Linked DNA regions of Hordeum vulgare: region 2 is linked to region 1. A link is a contact called in public Hi-C data. All regions are on one chromosome and are shown on one strand. Each heading gives the region's core, a stretch centred on a gene start, on an enhancer-like site or on the middle of the called end of the contact. The rest is flanking DNA. Distances are from core to core; before and after follow the strand shown. Region 1 holds the start of LOC123426742. Region 2 holds the start of LOC123426746 (scarecrow-like protein 23).

Region 1 (6,196 bases), core at 988-3,487:
GCATTTTTTGAATCTTGAGAACGGAATTTTGAAAAACCACGAACAAATTTAAAAACGCGAACAAATTTTTAAAGCATGACCATTTATTGAATTTTGAGAACAATTTTTAAAACCAAGAACAATTTATAAAAATGTGATCAAATTTGGAAGCGCGGACAATTTTTTAAAGGATGAACAATTTTTGAATTTTGAGAACAAAATTTTGAAAAGGAGAACAATATTGGAAAATCCCGCACAAATTTGAATGCGCGAACAAATTTTCAAAGTACGAACATTTTTTGAATTTTGAGGACAAATTTTGAAACCGAGAACAATTTCGAAAAAACATAAACAATTTTTTAAAGCACATTTTTTTTAATTTTGAGAACATAATTTTGAAAAGGAGAACAATTTCTAAAAACCCTGAACAAATTTGAAAGCGCAAACAAATTTTCAAAGCACAAACAGATTTGAATTTTGAAAACAAATTTTGAAACCAAAAATACTTTTTAAAATTATAAGAAAAATTGGAAGCGTGAACAATTTTTTAAAGCACGACAATTTTTTTAATCTTGAGAACAAAATTTGAAACTGAGAATAAATTTGAAAAAATCCAAACAAATTTGGAAGCACGATTTTTTTGAAAACACGAACATTTTTTAAATTTCGTGAAGAAAATTTTAAACCAAGAACAATTTTGAAAAATACTGAACAAATTTGAAAGCACAAACAATTTTTTAAATCATGAACAATTTTGGAGTCTTAATTTTATTTTTGAAACTGAGAACAAATTTGAATCTTAAGAACAAATTCTGAAACCGAGTACAGTTTTTGGAAAATAAGGAACATTTTTATGAAATCAAGAATTTTTTATAAAATTCAAAAGCATTTTTTTAAAATCAAGAACATTTTTTGAAACAGAAAATAAAAAAGAAACAGAAAAGAATGAAGAAAAATGAAAAGAAAAAAAAAACGGTTCAGGAAGTTTCCCAAAATCGGAAAAAACCGGCTCCAACCTCTAGAATGTTCCCAAAACCAAGGCACTGCAATCTCCGCTAACGGGTCAGTTCATTTGAAAGTGATCCCTCTCCCGCTCTGTGAGAAGCCCCGACACGCTACGCACAGAGCGACGAAGAGTGTTTCTGAATTCGTCGTCATTGCCCCGCCGACAGGACGGAGCTGGGCCTAGGCACCTAGGGCCGCGGCGTGGGGCCCGAAATCACTAATTAGCGAGTACTCCTTTAAAAGATCACTCCAACCCCTAGGTCACAACAAGTGGCGCATTGCATGTATGCCACTTGTCATAACCTGGGAGTTTTCTTTTTTCGTAGATTTGTTTTTTCAAAACGTTTTATCTCCTAACCTGTGCGTCCAAATCTCAAACCGTTTTCATCATTGGATTTCTCGCGTCAAGATCTTCAAAGCTAGATCATATATTGATAGGTTTTAAAGAACTTTTTTTCAATAAAAAAACCGGACCAAAAAACCATGTCTCCCGTGATAGAGAAAAACAAAAAACACATTTTTTCGCATTTCCGTGCCTCTCACGAAGACAAAATCGTGCCTCTCACGGAAGCAAAATCGTGTCTTTCTCAAAAAAAACGCACTTTTCCCTTTCCGAAAGGTACGAACGTGCCTGTCACAAAGGTAAAATCGTGCCTCTCACGGAAGCAAAACCGTACCTCTTAGCCGTGCCTCTCGCGAAATTAAAACCGTACCTCTCGCGAAAGCAAAACCGTGCTTCTTACAAAAAACCCGTGTTTTTTCCCTTTTCGAGAGGCACGGCCGTGCCTCACGCGGAAAGAAAACCGTGCCTCTCACCAAAAAAAGCAGAAAACACATTTTTCGTCAAAAACATACGGAGGAGCAAAACACATGCCTCTCGCGAAAGTAAAATCATGCCTCTCGAAAAAAACGTATTTTTTTTTAATTATTTGGTCAAAAAACTACGAACGACCGATGAAAAACCGAAAAAAAACAATATTAAAAACCAAAAACGCGTGTGAAAAAATAAAAAATAAAATTACGAGAAAGCATTTAAAACATAACACATGGTGATGATTGAAAACGCGTCAAGTGGTGCGTGAGTGCTCTTCGAGAGGCTCCGGAAGGAGCGCTTGCTAGTGACTCCCCGGCTTGAGAATTGGCCAGGGGCCCATCTGAATACTAAGGCCTACTGCGAAGGCAGCCAGCACGGCCCGGGCGGGCGCACGCACGCACGCGTCGCCTCTTCTTTCGTTGCTCTGCATTCCTCTTCGCTTTGCGAAGCAAACTGCGGCACGACCGCCTGCGCCCAGGCCGTCCGCCGCCTGCGCTGCCGCGTCGCCCGCACCCCTCCCACCCTCGTCTGTTGACTACCCGTCCTCCGGCGCTGCCTCATACGATCGCCGTCGGGCTCCTCCTCGACCCCCCCCCCCCTCTCCCTTCGGGCTACCGGCTGTGACGCGTCGTTCCCCTCACCCCCCTCCGAGCCAGACCGCCGGACCCTCTTCCACCCTCTGGTGGTGCGCCGCCGAGCGAAGCTGCTGATCGAGTTCGCTGCTCGCCCCACTTCTAAGCGCAGACGTGTGGCTGTCTGTACGTGTGTTGTGTTAGGTATAATTTCTAATTTTTCTTTTGTACATGCGCTGAATTGAATCCTCAAACTGATGCATTTTATCACCAGTTTCATGTTTAGAACAGAAGATGAAGAAATGTTCCCATGTTTTCATGCCTTGAAGGTGTTGGTTCAGTGATTAACTATCTCAGTTGATGTTGTGGGAGGAGCAGATGAACCAAACTATCGATTTTGTGCTCTTTTGTATTAACTTTTGTAGTTTTCTTCGACTTTTATCTAACTTATTGGATCGTTAAAATTGAGTTCAAATTCTACATTTTTATTGTGCAACCGGGCCATATGTTTGTATGCTTTCACAAGAGATGTTTTTGGATAGTTATAACTTATAAGCACATAGCTTCTGGCCTGGGGTTTGCCCATCATACCCTGTTCAGTTCCTTCTCCTCTCCTCCTTCTGGATTGTTTAAGGATCAATTTCTATGTTTTTGGCTCATTGTATCTTCGTTTAGCATAAGCACATACTTGAAAATATATTATTGTATATGCATTCTTATGTATTTATTGTGTATATATAACCGCAGCTTGTGTCAGCATTTTCTGTGAAATGATGAATCCGCGTTTCTGTGTTTGTGTAAGATGTGTCAGGTCACCAAATTGATTTAGGGACACTGTTGGAAGCATCTAGGATTTGGTCTATGGCTAGCATCTAGCATGGACGTTTTAATGCAGTTTGTTTGCAAACCAAGGCTACATCTATGCAGAGGGAGTACTATGTTAGGCCAGTTACATTGTAGCGTGAATTAAGTCTGACATTATGCTAAATTTGGTGAACCAACTGGGACCTTATTAACTTCAGCATGTGATGTTCTTCTCTCAAATGAATTTCTATTTCTAATGGTCAGCATATGATGTTATAAGCACTTTTCTTATTCATTCTCATCATGCCATTTGATTCACAACCTGCAGGATTTTTGCGTGTGTCGTGTGTCAAGGGATGTCTGCCTCAGAAAACCAGGCTGCTGATATCAGCAACGAAACTGATGATACGAAAGCAGACCGTCCGTGGAACATCATACGTATACGTTTACCACCCAGGAAGAAGTTACCTGATGCCTCCCTCACCCTGAGCAAGAAAGTACCTAGGATTAACAAAACCAGGGGTAATGAAGTACCTGAAATGAGTACTGACAGCCCAGGCAAGAATCTGATAACTGCTCCAGTACAGGGTGATGCAAGCAGCCACTCCCCAACAATGGGACTGTGTAATGAGGGCGGTAGCAATACCCTGAGCAAGACACTGTCTGCTGAACCTGAGAGCGACACCTCAGGCCACAAACAACCAGATGAGGCAACTTTCAGCACCCTGAGCAAGAACCTAAGAGTTGATGATGAAGAGCAAGGAAGTGATGCAAACTGTGATGCTGCTAAACAAGGACCGTATGAAGAGGCCAACAACAATATCTTGAGCATGATACTTCCTCGACCAGGCAAGAATCTGATAACTACTCCAGTACAGGGTGAGGCAAGCAGCCACTCCCCAAGAATGGGACTGTGTAATGAGAACAGTAGCAACACCCTGAGCAAGACACTGCCTGCTGAATCTGAGAGCGATACCTCAGGCCACAACCACCCAGATGAGGCAACTTACAGCACCCTGAGCAAGAACCTAAGAGTAGATGATGAAGAGCAAGCAAGCGATGCAAACTGCCATGCTGCTAAACAGGGACCGTGTGAAGAGGCCAACAACAATATCTTGAGCATGATACTTCCTCTACCAGTTCAGGAATTACCTGAAGATCATATAGGCAACAGCCCAAGCAAGAACGATATAACCCCCAGAATGCAGGATGATGAGGAACACAACAACTCCTCAAGAAGGAAACTGTGCTATGATACTGACAACAAAGAAGAAGATGAAGAGGGTAACAACAGAAGCGGGAATCTGACAATCACCGCTGCAAAGTACGAGGATGTGGTTGAAGAAGCTCGCCACCCCATTCCCACCAAGAAGCTCGAAAGCAATGGCCCAAGCAATTCACCAACTGATCCAGCCAAACAAATTTCTCCACACAAGAGGCTGCCTACCTCTTCAGTACAGGCTACTGGTACCAGTCGGAGCACCCCGGATATGAAGCTTTCTGCTTCCGTTTGCCAGGCTGTGGAGCAAAATACCAATGCTGCAAACACGGAGGTCACAAAGGAGTATCAAGAGTTTGAGGAGAAGATCAAGCGAACTGTATTTCTTGTCAATCTTGACAACCTCTCTCACCAAGCTACAGAGGTTAAGAGCAACCCAAACAGGACCCTGTCAACCACTGCTATAGAGCGTGAGATGTTTGAAAATGCTAACCCCACCATTCCCAACAAGAAGCTTTCTGATGCGGCTAGAAACAAGGCCCCAAGCAATAGATCAACTGATCTAGCTAAGAAAATCACCCCACGCAAGAAGCCGCGCACCTCTGCAGTGCAGGCTACCCGCACCAGCCAGAATACATCTGGAATGAAGCTTTCCACTTCTGATGGCCACGCTGTTAACCAAAGTAAGAGTGCTGCAGAGTTGGAAGCCATGAAACAGTATCCTGAGGACAACAAACTGATTACTGACAACCCAGGCAAGAATCTGATTACCACTCCAGCACATGGTGAGGCAAGCAGCCACTCCCCAAGAGTGGGACACTGTAATGGGGTCAATAACAACGCCCTTAGCAAGACACTGTCTGCTGAATCTGAGAGCGATACCTCAGGCAACAAACTACTGGATGAGGCAAATGTCAATACCCTGAGCATGAACCTGAGAACCGCTGCTGAAGAGCAAGGAAGTGATCCAAGCAGTTACCCTGCTAAACATGGATTGTGTGAAGAGGTGAACAACATCTCGAGCATGATGCTTCGTCTTCAACTTCAGGATTTGCCTAAAGATCATATCAACTCCCCAAGAAAGAGCCTTACAACGACTAGAAAGCAGGGTGAGGAGGAACATAGCAACTCCCCGAGAAAGAAATTGCTCTGCAATACTGACAGTGAAGTAGCAGCTGAAGAGGGTAACTACCCAAGCAGGAATCAAACAATCACTGCTGTGACGCCTAAGGAGGTGTTGAAAGAAGCTAATCATCCCATTCCCAGCAAGATGCTGTCTGGTGAAGCTAAAAACAATGGCCCAAGCAATAGACCAACTTATCGAGCTAAGAAAAAGGCCCCATGCAAGAGTTCGTGTACCTCTTCAGTACAAGCTACTGGTGCCAGCAGGAAGACCCCTGGAATGAAGCTTTCTGCTTCTGTTGACAAGGCTGTGGAGCAAAGTACCAGTGCTGCAAATATGGAGGTCATAAAGGAGCACCAAGAGTTGGAGGAGAAGATCAAGGAAACTGCATGTCTTGACAACGTCAGTCGCAAAGCTACAGAGGCTAAGAGCAACCCAAGCAAGACCCTGTCAACCACTGCTATAAAGTGTGATGTGTTTGAACATGCTAACCACACCATTCCCACCAAGAAGCAGTCTGATGTGGCTAGAAACAAGGCGCCAAGCAAAAGATCAACTGATCCAGCTAAGAAAATCACCCCACGCAAGAAGCCGCGCACCTCTGCAGTGCAGGCTACCGGCACCAGCCAGAATACATCTGAAATGAGGCTTTCCACTTCTGATGGCCAGGCTGTTAATCA
Region 2 (6,196 bases), core at 1,684-4,183, 540 kb before region 1:
GAGGCCAGGGAGGCCGGCGCGGCGGCAGGAGGTCGGGGCGGCGGCAGGAGGTCGGGGCGGCGGCAGGAGGCCCGGCTGGCGCGGCAGGAGGCCAGGGCGGCGCAGGGCTGGATCCCAGGCCTGCGCGGCTGGATCCCACCCTCCCAACCAAACAAAAAATGGGATAACCCCACCCTCCCAACCAAACAAAAAAAAGGGCTATCCCCAGCCACCTGGTTGGGGATACCCACAACCACCCTAGACTATCCCTCCAACAAACACAAAATACTTCTAGATACATCCATTTCTTCGACAAGTAATTTCGGACGGAGGGAGTATAACTTACTATAAACAAAAGGCTGCTTCAAGATAGTATTCATATACCATCTTTGCATACATTTACTTTGTCACTTCACCATTTGTAAATATTTAGAACCTCCTTTCAACAAAAGGCTGCTTCAGTACATGCAAAAATGTATAACGTGCTATGCACAGAAGGCTGCTTGAAGATGGTATTCATACTATATGTTGTAACTTGCAATTTTATAATTAGCTGGTCTGAATGTATGATTTCAGATGGCAACTTTTGTTGACAACGAAGTGGTCAGATCCATCATTCATTTGCTGTTGGAAGAAGAAAAGGCCCAACAAGCATGAATTGTGGTAATCTCTTCATATTGAGTTTTTCTTGTACACGATCTTACTTGGAGAATGAGCAAACAGCGCGGCAAGTATTGATCTTGCAGATTTAATATGTTAATTGTGGAGCACTAGAGCTTCTTCAGTGGAAATTATTGTCCTCGATTTTTGAAATTTTACGTCAAAAACATGTTAAAACAAGCCTTGGGATGTCATCTGTTAAGTTTTGAGGTTAAGTGTTTGATTTCTGAACTAACTTCTGTTACTTCGAATAGGTCAATGAATTACTGTACAGATAATGGTGGAACTGTGGTGGAATTAACTTGAGAACTTATCCTCAGATCAGGTGCCCGGATCTAAATTGCAAATGACATGGTACATTCTACTATTCTAGCATGTTTGTATTGGTAACTAAGTAGTCTTTGTCCTGATACCTGTATGCTCAAATCATGCTAGTGAGTTTTTTATACTAGTAAAAAAGTTGTTCCATCTAGTGATTTGGGGCATTTTAGTTTGTTAACTTCGTTTGTGTCTAACAGACACCACGTAACTGGTCAATGAGTGCCAATTTTCGTATACCTTTATGTGGCCCTCCATGTCACCAACTCACCATGTGGTCTTATGATTTCGTCTCACAAACACACGAAATTATGGATGTCCCACCTTGTCCATTCTAGTTGTCATATTGGACAGCAGAAGTGACGTGAACGTCTTAGTAGCGTCACTAGTACCCACCTATTTATTTGAACATCAAATGCATGGAAACTCTTCAGCAATGCTAAAGGAGCATGAATTTTGAAATTATCATGCCTATCACGTTTAGCTAGAATTTACTTTTTGACGCAGTGTGATAATGCATATAATTATATTCTGCAGCTGCTGGCCTTTTTGGAGCACATGAGCCTTCATGCTACATGATGAATGCTATCAAGTAGCGAAGGTTGATTCTCAGGGCTCGGTCGTATTTGACATTTCTATGGGTTTCTGCAACCTTGCACGCCGGCCTTTTACTGTGCTGGTGACTGACGATGGAGAAGAAGCTTCAGAGTGACCACATTGCATTGGCTTGACATCTTTACAGAACAAAAGTGTATGCTTTATTACTCATATCACAATGCTTACATGCTACAGTGAAGATGATAAGTGCATTGGAAATGAAATACTCTCTAGCAACTTCCAACTTGTTTAATTTAATATTGGGGTGTTCATGTACGCAGAAGAAGTGGAATGGAATGATACAACTGTGGCGTTTCTGTTAGGGGGGCATATTGTTTTTAGAAAGCAGGGCAGCGCGACAGGAGGCAGCTTCAGGGGTGTATGGTAGGGCCATGGCTTCGTCAGCAGGGACAGTCGTTGATGCCCTCCCTTTTCTCCGGCCCATTTTCCTGGCCAAATCTTGTGTCTGGTCGCTTTACTCCTCCTTGGGTAAGGGTCCACTCCTGACTGCTCTTCCTCGCATCTTCGTCACACTCGTAGCCCCCTTTTTTCACCTTTGCCCCCAACCAGGCAACCCCTTTCCACAAATTTTACATTTTCTCGAGGGAATGAGATTCTACGACTTTTACTGATTCCATGTCCAAACAAGTCAAGTCCACACAACGTATGCCCCAAACCGTCTTGACGTATACGATGATGCTCGATCGAGTCCATGTTAGCCCCACATGCACCTTCCAAGAGAATCACGAGTTTGAACGCTGCTTATTATAAATAAACTATAGACCTCATCGACTTGGGCATCAATCTTTGTTTCACCTAACCATATTAAAATGGCGTCGATCGAGGCTTGTCATAGCCATATGCTACTATAGTACTCCATTTGGTTAGCCATACATGCATTGCAGTGTAAAATCGGATCTTGTAGTGTGGACTGCTGGGCGAGATACCATTGAAACCGCCATTGTATATTCATCACAAGCTACTAGTCCACTCACTCTGTTCTCTTGTGTCAAACACACATTGTTAACTAACACCTACACCGTGTTTGAACAATGCTTATTTCAGCGAGAGATGTATGGGGTCTTGCTCTCCTCTTAGCGGTGGAGCTTGGTAGCACTAGCAGCCGGTAGATGATTGATAGGTTGGCGCTTGGCAGATAGATCCTTGCGCATAAAACAAGGGGGGTGTGAGGCGAGCACTCCACGGGCATATCCTATCCTTGGGATCCAAGGGCAGCGCGCCCGGGAACCAGCCAAAACGGGAGGAGCATATTGGCGGCCATTTCATTTCTTGCAAACAAAGCTAGTAGTACACGCGGAACATCTAGATTCCCTTTGGTCGCTTACATAATATATATATATGTATATATGTATATATATATATACCCCTCCCCGTCGCCGTGACCCATTCCCCGCCTCCCTCCCTCCCGGCCGCTACGTACGTCTCGCGCCTCGCCGATCTCCATTAATCGCCGCGCGCGCGCGCTAGCTTCTGAGCTTCTTGGACAGACAATCGATCGATCGAGAGTCTGGAGAGATCAATTGGGTGCTTGGGTGTACATGAACCTGACGTTGAGTCTAGGCGTCAATGGTGGCGGCGCCGCGGCCAAGAAGCGCAAGGTGATGGACGGCGTCGGCGACGTGGGCGTCCTCGGCGCCGCTGACGGCTGTGATCGCGCCACTGTCATGAGGCTCCTCCAGGCCAGAGATCGCATGGTGAAGGTTGAGCTTGACCACGACGTCGACGGGGATGTGAGTGGCTGCGGAGCCTCGCCGCTGATGCGCTTGCTCCTCTCGTCGGCGGTCGCCGGGGAGGTCGGCGACACGCACGCCGCGGCCGTCGCCCTGCAGGAGGTCTACCGGCACGCGTCCTTCCGCGGCGGCGACCCTGTCCAGCGGGTCGCCGCCTACTTCGCGGACGCGCTGGCGTCGAGGCTCCTGCTGTCGCCGCAGCCGGCGCAAGCGACGACTCGCCAAGAGCAGTTCCTGGCCTTCACCATGTTCTACCAGGCGTCCCCGCTGTACCAGTTCGCGCACTTCACGGCGAACCAGGCCATCATGGAGGCGTTCGAGGCCGGCGGCACGCGGCGCCTCCACGTCGTGGACTTCGACGTCTCCTTCGGCTTCCAGTGGCCGTCCCTGATCCAGTCCCTTTCCGACGCCGCCGCCACCAGCTCCTCCCTGTCCTCCCACGACGACAGCGGCGACTCCTGCGACGAGCCGGTGTCCCTCCGCATCACCGGGTTCGGCGCCAGCGCCGACGAGCTGCGGGACACGGAGGCCCGTCTCGCCCGGTTCGCGGACGGCTGCCCCAACCTACGGTTCGAGTTCGAGGGCGTCCTCAACAGCGGGCCGGAGGACGACGGCCGCCATGACCGCATCAAGACCGACCCCGCCGCGACGGTGGTCGTCAACCTGGTGTTCCCGGCCGCACAGAACGCGAGGGCGGGCTCATGGGACCCGCGCAGCGCATTGGCTCACATCTGGTCTCTGAGCCCGTCCCTGGTGTTCCTGATCGACAAGGTTGACGAAGGCGCCGGAAGATGCGGCGGAAGCGCGAGCCTGCTCCCGCGGTTCGCGGCCAACCTCCGGTACTACGCGGCGGTGTTCGAGTCGCTGCACGAGTGCCTCCCGGCCGACAGCGCTGAGAGGATCGCCATCGAGAAGGACCACCTCGGCGTGGAGATCAGCGACGCAATGGCCACTCTGGACCGTCGGCGCCACGACGGCGATCGGGCGGCGGACCAGAACCAGACCAGCCGCGGTTGGAAGGAGAGGCTGGAGAGCGCGGGGTTCGAGGACGCGAGGCTGAGCTCGAGGACGGTGAGCCAGGCGAAGCTGCTGCTCAAGATGAAGAGCGGCGGGTGCGGCGGCGGCGGGTTCCGCGTCATGGAGGCCGGCGACGGCAAGGCCATGGCGCTGGGGTGGCGGGACAGGGCTCTCGTCACGGCCAGTGCGTGGCGACCGTGCCGGCGATCGGTCGGCAAGAACGAGCCGTGAAACATGCGTCCATTCATTCATTCAGTACATAGATCGTGATAGACTCTTTGTTTTCATGCGATTATTCTTGGTTCCTTGTTGGGAAAGAGAGAGAAGTTTGATTCTTAGTTTCTTTTCTCTAGATGTCTTGAGTGATATATATACATGTATACTTATACAAGTTAAAAGAGGTTATATACAGTTGATGTATCACATTCATACGTATACGTTCATATACACATGAATCATTTTATCCTGGCGTACGCATGAATATTACTCCCTTCGTTTCATAATATAAGTCTTTTTAGAGATTCCATTAGAGGACTACAAACAGATGTATATAGACATACTTTAGAGTGTAGATTCATTCATTTTGCTCTGTATGTAGTCCTTTAATAAAATCGCTTAAAAGACTTATATTTAGGACCAGAGGGAGTAATTAACTGCATCACGAGCTTTGCTCACTAATTTGCCATACTCCGTTTTTTAGATGATGAATTAACCATGGTTGGTACAGTAGTGATGAGATTTAATATGGTGAGTTGACTAATCAACCATAACAAAATCGTGCAAGCATTTTCCGATGGGCGTCTCACGTCGAGTCTAGGGCCGACTGTCCAACTGACATTTTGCTTCGACTCCAACACGTTGGAAAGCATATCCCTTCCTATATAAAACAATGAAGGGATTTGCAGTGGAAAGGCCGGATATGTATGCACACGACAATCAGAGGCATGCGGGAGTGGTTCACCAAACTGTCAAGTGGTCAGTCTACACCTAATAAAGATCTGCAGCTGGGCAGATGGCATTGTTGACATGCATGCTGCCATTTGTGCCTTCCGGTACTCAAGCACAAGGTTCATTAACTAGTCAGATATAATCGTCATCTACAGTGAAGATGGATCGACAGAGATCATCACAGACATAAGATGGAGAGGCCAGATGGCCCACGGCATGCATGTGGTTTGACTTTCTAATCATCTTTCATGCATTCCCAGTGGGTCGTTTGATCCTGTGGCCGCGAGACATAGTACTCCTTAGCACCAACTGAAGAACACATAGGATAAAGATCCGTAGTGACAAAACTACTGTAATTCAGCCTCAGACCGATGGACACCATAATTCAGCCTCAGAACATCCTTGAGCTTGCCCGAAAATAATCTGCCGAATGGCACTAGGCGCAATTTACAAAATTCCGGGAAAGATCGAATCAGAACGTTCTTAACAAGTACAGCAAACCTAAGCTAATGTTCTTCATCACGAAAGAAAAAAAAAACCATCGTTTGAGGATCAGCTAAGCTCCAGCTCCAGCTCCTGAGCTGAGCTTGATATATATGGCACAAAGACCGTACGTGGTAGGATGGCAGGACTGATTCCTGTTGATGAACGGGTGGTGGCGGCACTTGAGAAACAAAAGAAGGTGTGAAAGCGCACGCGAATATCTTTTCCTGACGCGTTCAAGATGTTCCAAATCCATATCTTGTCCGGAAGAATACTCTACTTTACATGGATAGATACCACTTTACATTTCCATCCATCCGAACAAAGAAGAAGATGCTCTAGAGTTCGGTCGGACGGAGCAGCGAAGAAGAGTTTCCTCCCTCTAGGCTGGCTGCCTGATGGGACTTGTTTACTTTACCCCTCCCTGGCGGCTGTGCAAATAT

What was found. Hi-C and Micro-C count contacts between places; a contact is called where the count stands out from the background.
Region 2: a contact with region 1 is called in a Hi-C map of leaf, with 5 times the contacts expected there. The contact joins the promoter of LOC123426746 here to the promoter of LOC123426742 in region 1. A contact is called at or near these places in 3 of 6 Hi-C or Micro-C datasets (leaf and seedling) and 1 of 1 datasets of contacts at active chromatin or transcription factors (embryo).

The regions. Positions count from the first base shown.
Region 1 is chr2H:478,159,287-478,165,482 of MorexV3_pseudomolecules_assembly, reverse strand. It overlaps LOC123426742, which reads left to right and starts at 2,237. Exons shown (of 4, transcript XR_006622314.1): 1 at 2,237-2,574; 2 at 3,503-6,196.
Region 2 is chr2H:478,702,951-478,709,146 of MorexV3_pseudomolecules_assembly, reverse strand. It overlaps LOC123426746 (scarecrow-like protein 23), which reads left to right and starts at 2,933. Exons shown (of 1, transcript XM_045110626.1): 1 at 2,933-4,751. The coding sequence starts at 3,114. The coding sequence ends at 4,553. LOC123426744 (DExH-box ATP-dependent RNA helicase DExH7, chloroplastic-like) reads left to right here. Exons shown (of 35, transcript XM_045110624.1): 33 at 556-642; 34 at 894-993; 35 at 1,495-1,830. The coding sequence ends at 636.